Regions from separate parts of the Macaca mulatta genome. Here region 2 is linked to region 1. The links are chromatin contacts, called in public Hi-C maps. All regions are on one chromosome and are shown on one strand. Each heading gives the region's core, a stretch centred on a gene start, on an enhancer-like site or on the middle of the called end of the contact. The rest is flanking DNA. Distances are from core to core; before and after follow the strand shown.

The links. A called contact is a pair of places that touch in the nucleus more often than the background predicts.
Region 2: a contact with region 1 is called in a Hi-C map of fibroblasts, with 6 times the contacts expected there. The contact joins the promoter of NPAS3 here to the enhancer-like site in region 1. A contact is called at or near these places in 3 of 14 Hi-C or Micro-C datasets (fetal cortex germinal zone, fetal cortical plate and fibroblasts).

The regions. Positions count from the first base shown.
Region 1 is chr7:105,697,527-105,700,720 of T2T-MMU8v2.0, reverse strand. All of the region lies in intron 5 of AKAP6 (A-kinase anchoring protein 6), which reads right to left. Among named protein-coding and RNA genes, the nearest start is that of AKAP6, 270 kb to the right of the region's middle. Within about 2 kb of position 1,685, at least 2 of the 40 cell types and tissues checked have an H3K27ac peak or open chromatin away from gene starts, as enhancers often do.
Region 2 is chr7:106,052,273-106,055,687 of T2T-MMU8v2.0, reverse strand. It overlaps NPAS3 (neuronal PAS domain protein 3), which reads right to left and starts at 1,994. Exons shown (of 11, transcript XM_028851486.2): 1 at 1,501-1,994. The coding sequence starts at 1,550.

The DNA of each region.
Region 1 (3,194 bases), core at 436-2,935:
CTTTGAGTATTCCCACTGATTGTACTTTGGTCATGATCAGATTTGCAAAGCAGATAAAATATCTAATCCTTTTCACTCATATTTCTGAATAGCCCAGTTTGATAGTCACGTGGACATAAAACCAAGGAAATATATGCCGTGACGCAAACAGATATCCTGGTACAAGAAAAAGTGGGAAAGATCATAAGCACATTCAAAGGCTTAAATGTCCAGAGTGGTTCAATCTTAGCAGTATCAAATCATGAACACAGACTTTCGATCACCTGATGGAAATATTGTTAGTTTTTGCCAGGTCCACTGAGTTCCATTAGTCTTGTGATGTTCATGAATAAGTAGAAAGGACAAAAAGAGTTAGATTATTTTCTGGCCTAAGTTTTGTTTTTTCACAAGGCATAAATTCATATAATAAATATTTATTGAGTAGTATTTGTCAAGCCTATAGATACAAAAGTTAACAATATACAATCCTTATCCTCAAACAGTTTATATTCTATTATGTAAAGGAGATAAGAAAACAGGTAGCTTTACAAGACCCAGCAAAGAATAAATATGTAATTAGGGTTTAGTGCATAACACAGAGTGGTGGGGCCTTAAGCAAACTAAACGGTGATATGCCTTGACCAATGGGATTCAAGGTTTTTTTTAAAAAAAAATTATTTAAGAATTACGCTGGCCAAGTAAAAACAAGGCTAAATTAGCTGGGTGTGGTGGCACGCACATATAGTCCTAGCTACTCGGAAAGCTGAGGTGGGAAGACTGCCTGAGCCCAGGAGTGAGCTATGATCGTACCACTGCACTCCAGCCTGGGCAATAGAGCAAGACTCTGCCTTTAAAATAAAATAAAATACAAACAAGACGGATTTTTATAGTCTGTATAAGTGCTGGATAGGGGTTGTGGGAGCCCATGCTGGGATCCAGGTTCAGCAGAGCCTAGCAGGGAGCTTGTGGAGAAAGAACTGATTTGTACATGGGCCTGAAGATACTCTTACATTATAGTATGAAGCAGGGAGCCACAAGCAGCTCAGTGTGGCTAGGGCAGGATGCAAGCAAGAAAGACAGCAGCTATGGCTACACAGGACTTGACCCCAAGAACCATGAAAGAGTGATGGAAGAATATGCCAGTGACATGGGAGAGTGGCTGGTGCAAATCTGTGATCTAGAAATCTTTCTAGCTATTGCATATAGTGTTGATTTTAAAAGGGCAGACTGGAGACAAGGAAGCCATTTAGGAAGCTGCTGTGGTAATACAGGCCAGATGTTTCTGCATGCTCATATTTTTTTTAATTAAAAAAGGTATGCTTTTCCTTCTAAGTGAATAGAAGAAAAAAATGGACAAAATCTTCTGTCTTTTTAAGTTTCTCTCAGTGCGTGAGAGAAGCATGTGCCAGAATTTAGTTCTTTGGCTGTTCTGATGATAAATACCAGAGGTTATTAGTCAGGAGTCTCCAAATGTGAAAGACATATTGAACTGATGAACTTTTACTCCCACTGTCATTTTAAAGAGATGGTATATATGCTGATGAATAAGACACTTGACGACACTTTTTCTTCACACAAAAGATTTTTACTACCCTAAGAAAAAGAAAACTTGCCTTTTTACAAGGGCAGGAGGAAGAATGTGTGTTCAGCCAGAAAAGCCAAGGCTTGAAAAGTCACCTGCTATCTGCCTCAGGCCATCTCTGCCCAGGCTCCACTCTGAGCTGTGCCCAGAACCACTCTCCATTCTCAGAGGGGCTCCTGGGGGAGAAGAAAGCCATGATCCTCCGAGTAGTTTCTCTTCTCCTCTCCACAATGCCATCCACAGAGGATGGGCAGATGTACCTGTCCTCAAAATATATCTTTAAAATGCCACATATACCAAGAATTGGAAGATTTCTATGAGTAAGCATTTAAGAACCTCCTGAAAACTTGATAAGACATTAGATAGCCATCAAAATGAAGACTAAGCAATCACATGGACAATACATAGATCATGCCACAAAAAATGAAGATTCCAAATTGTATCTATGATAAAATTACATATGTATAAGTAAATAGTCTTAGTACTTAGAAAAAGACTGCAAAAAAAACACAACAAAATGTTAACATAATTTGTACAGGGTTGAACTTGGAGTTACCATGGTCTGATCTTAGGGAACAAGCTCTGGGTGCTTTAGTTTTCTAAAATATAAAATGGAAATAATACTATCTAACTTCTAGGTGGCTGTGAGACTTAGAGATAATGAATGTAAAGCATTGAAACACTGAGAATTGGAGATAATAAATATAAAGCATTAAAGCAGTGCCAGGCAATGAGTGAGACTAAAAAAATTATTATGAATTTTAAAATTCATTTTCTCTATTTTCCAAATATTCTATGTAATAGATGGTACTTTGTGACATTTTCAGGTGATAAGGGTTCTTTATTGTTGAGGTTCTCTGAATTCCTCAAGGGCAGACACCAGGTTTCCTTTGCCGTATGCTTCTACCCAGCAAAGGTCTGCGCACAGAGGACTCTCTAAAACATAAATGCTGCTGTATGAGACATGGGGAAGAGTAAGCCCAGACTGAGAATCCAATGATTGGGTATTCCTGTTGCCTCAAGTGTGTGCCCTTGGATGAGTCATTTAACCCATCAGGGCTTCTGTTTCCTTATTTATCATCCAGGCATTTGGACTCAATATTTCCCAGCCCTTGAACACTTTGGTTTTACCTTCTCTAAGCCAGGCAGTTAAGCATAGGCAGCTTGGGAGAATTTTGATTTATTTTAAATCAGAGAATGTTCAAAAGGGGAAGAATCCCAAAGGCTATCTAACCACTCATCTACCCAAGGGCAGCTCTGTCTCTCAACCATCCCAGGCAGATGTGTCCCTTCTATTTTTAACCACCTCAAGGGAAGTCTCTTCTAAGGTCTCATCCTGAGTCCGCAACATTTCTTCTCAGGAATTTAAGAACTCTGTGAAGAACAGTGTAAGCTTCCCACTGCTTCGCATTCTTTTGCCAAGTCATCCCTCCAGTGTATGGGTTGGAAATCAGAAGCACTGTGAGAATATTCCAACAAAATCCACACATCCAATCAATCAGCAAGCCCTGACCATTTATTTCCGCTTCTTCATCTCTCCATATTGACTAACACTGCCTTAGATTAAGGCTTTCATTGTCATCCCTTGCCAGGTTAACTAGAATCACAGCCCTCCTCAAAACTAGACTTACTC
Region 2 (3,415 bases), core at 745-3,244, 350 kb before region 1:
CTTCCCTATTGTATGAAAGAAATAAGCAACAGTACAATATAAGCTTTTTAAATGAATGGATGCCTGAATATCTCCTTATCGTCTTCTGATGTAAGCTATAGGTTAAATATTATGTTGCATCAAAAATAAAACTATGTTATAATAATTAAATCTTGCAACTAAGCACACCCCTTGTCTTCAAGTTCACTTAAGCCTGTGAGGAAAATCAACGCGCCTGCTGCGGGTGGGGGTGCATATATCTGACTGTATTTGTTTTCCTCATGAATCAATGGGTAACATTTCATGCTTCCTACTGCGCCTTTCCTCTTCGGAGACAGAAAGAGATATCCACTTTGCTCAAACCAATATGCTATATACAATTAATGTCATTAACGCTGCCAATTAATAGTAAATAGGATTCCAAAGAAAGTAGGCTGGGTGGACAGCAGGAGGGAAAACCACGTTGGTGGTGATGGGGAGGGGGTGCTGAGTTACTCTGAAAATCTATCAATGCTACTCACGTAGGACAGTTACGGGTATTTTGAACACAAACTCCCTTTTCCTGTGGCTGTACTAGTTTAACTAACTTCAAACAGACATGCTCCACTGAGCCCCTTGCCTGGATATGCAATTCTCACCAGGAACTTTTTAAAACACAGATCCCCAAACAGTAACTAACGGGGCATAGATGCTCCAACTGCTGACACATTTTGGATCTCGCTGTTTGTTTGCTTATTTGGATTTGAGGGTTTTCTTCTTTATTTTTCTTTTTCCTTTGGGAGGGGCATGGAGGGGAGGGAAAGATGAGAGCGGAGGGCAGAGCGGGAGACCCACAAGTTGCCGAGCGGAGGGCGCAGCCCGGGAGGCGGGGAGGCGGGGAGGCGGCGGCCGCGCTCCTCTGGGCTCGGCCCGGCCTAGCTACTCGCGCGGAGCCGGAGCCGGAGCCGGAGCCGGCCCCTCCGCGACACATTCCGGGCCTGGCGCTAGCTCCGCGCTCCCCGCCCCCGGCCTCCTCCTCCTGCTCCTCGCCTCCTCCCCCTGCTCGCCGCCTTCCCTCCCCCTCCCCAGCCTTATTCCCTTCCTCGAGAGCAGCTGCCAGGGGACCTGCGGCGGCCCCGGGGATCCCCGGCCCCCCACCCTCGCTGCTGCTCCCGTCACACGGCAGCGCCTTCGCATCTCTGTTTGTTTCTCTTTTTCTTTTTCTCCTTTTCTGTTTCTTTCTTCTTTTTTTCTTTTTTTTTTTTTTTTTTTTTTTGTCAGCGAGTCACTCTATTCGCCGAGCCGAGGAGGTGCGACTGCTCAGAGAGCCCGGCCGCCGCCAGAGCCGCTCGCTGCCGCAGCCGCCGCGGGGACAATGCGCGGGGCCCCGGGCGAGCGCTGCGCCCAGACGAGGTCCCCGCGGGCTCGCGGCCCAGGAGGCGGGCGGGCGGCGGAGCTGGGCCCTCGGCGGCGGAGGCGGCGGCGGCGGCGGCGGCGGGAGCAGCGGCCCGGCGGCAGGTTCAATAAACAGAAAAGTGTTACCGTTCTCGCCTGGAAGGATCCTGCTGAAAGCTGGGCTTGGTGGGCGCCATCTTCCTGCTATTTTTTTTCCTCTCTTACTTTTTGCCTTTCTCCCCCCTCCCGGGTGGGGGGCGTGGGCGGGCGGGGGTGTGCGTGTGCGTGGGGTGGCGGGAGAGTGCGGCCGTGCGCGGCGCTCTGGGCTGCCCGGCGGGCGGCGGCCGGGGCTGGGGCCGTGGCCGTGGCCGTGGCCGTGGCGGCGGCGGCGGCGGCGGCGGCGGCCGTGCTGTTGAGGCGGGGAGGCTACGGAAAAGTAGTGGGGCCAGAGCCTCGCCGGCGGCCGGTCGTCCCCTCGCGCCGCCGGTGCTCCCAGGCGTGGGTCGCCGCCTCCTCCGCCGCCTGCGCCTTCTCCTCCCGCTGCTCGCCGGGCGCCGCCGCCGTCCATGCGCCGCAGAGCGCCCGCGGCCCGGGCCGCCCCGGCTCCCGAGGCATGCCCGGCGCGGAGACAGGCGACCGGCGGCGGCGGAGAAGGAGGAGGAGGGGGAGGCGGCGGCGGCGGGGGGAGGCGGCGGCGCGGTCCCGCGGGCTGCCCGGCCCAGGGCCCCGCCGCCTCCAGGTTCTCACCCCCGCGCCACCACCCGCGCCCCCCCCGTCACCCCTTTCTACCACCCGGAGCCACCCGGTGGCAGGTGGGGCGCACACCCTCCCGGCGGGGGGCGCGGGGTCTAGGCCAGGAGGAGCGGGGAAGGGGAGGACACGCAGGGGGTTCCAGCTTGACCGCTGTGAAAGTATTTCTGGGCATTTTCCAGCTGCTTTGCTCCAGAGCGCTCTCTCGCACGCAGACACACACACCCCCCCTTGTCTCTCTCTCTCTCTCAATCTCTCTCTCTCGCTCGCTCGCTCTCTCTCTCTCGCTCTCGTTGGGGGACTGGAAGGCTCGGCTGCCGGCGCAACAACGCCACTCAGTTGCAGTTTCAAACACTTCCCTTCTCTGGAGTATTGCAGCCAGGAAGAAAGAAAGAAACAGCAAAAGGAACTGGGAGGCCACGGGAGCGAGCTGGGGCAGGACACAGTCCCGGGAGCTCCTTGGGGGCAGCGGAAATCAATGCGGGTGGGGGGTGCGCTGGCCCAAGAGCCCCGTGGGCGGCGCAGCAACAGCACAAGCACCTTGTGGCTCTGGGGCTCTCAGCAGCGTTCCCAAAGCCGGAGCATCTGCATCAGTCACGGACGTACAGGAGTGCAGACCCCAGGGTTCACAGGTGAATCCCCGCGTCTTTAAACTCACATATGGAAGCCCCTCCCGACTCGGGTCCTGGGACCTGGGACCGGACTGCGCCCTCTGGGATCTAGCCCAGCCGCACCCCGGTTTGACAGTTCAGCAAGGCCTAGAGAAAGGCTGGCTACTCAGTCCAGGGCCCGCGCTAGAATCCTGTTACCTGGGTAGACCCTGGTCAGTGCGTTTTCTCCACTAAACCAATCAGAAGCGTGTGGACAGCTTTTTACGCAGAGACTTGGGTCAGTCATGTGTCAACCAGGCAAGTAGAAAGGACTCCCAAAGCATTTCCACTTTGAATGAATGAAAGCGCCTGATGGAAAACATCAGTCCTGTGTGAGGTTCTGCATTTGACTTTAAACTTACGAAAAAAAATAAAGACCTGAAAAGGGGTCCTCCATTCAGTCTCTACGACTCCAGTAAAGTAGGGCTGGGAGTTGGAAACTTCCAACGAACACATAAATGTTTTTCGTGGTAGAGGTGTTTAATCTGCATGATGGTGTTTTAAGTTCTCTTTGGAGTACACTCTACAGGTAGGAGAGAATGAGAAATGAACTGGAGTGGAGAGTGTTATGGACAAGATATACATGGGCTGGCAGAGAAGGGAAAAAGTTGCCAGTTCAAAGTGTTGGCTCCAGGACACCCAGTCTAGGGGGTTTCTGCCCC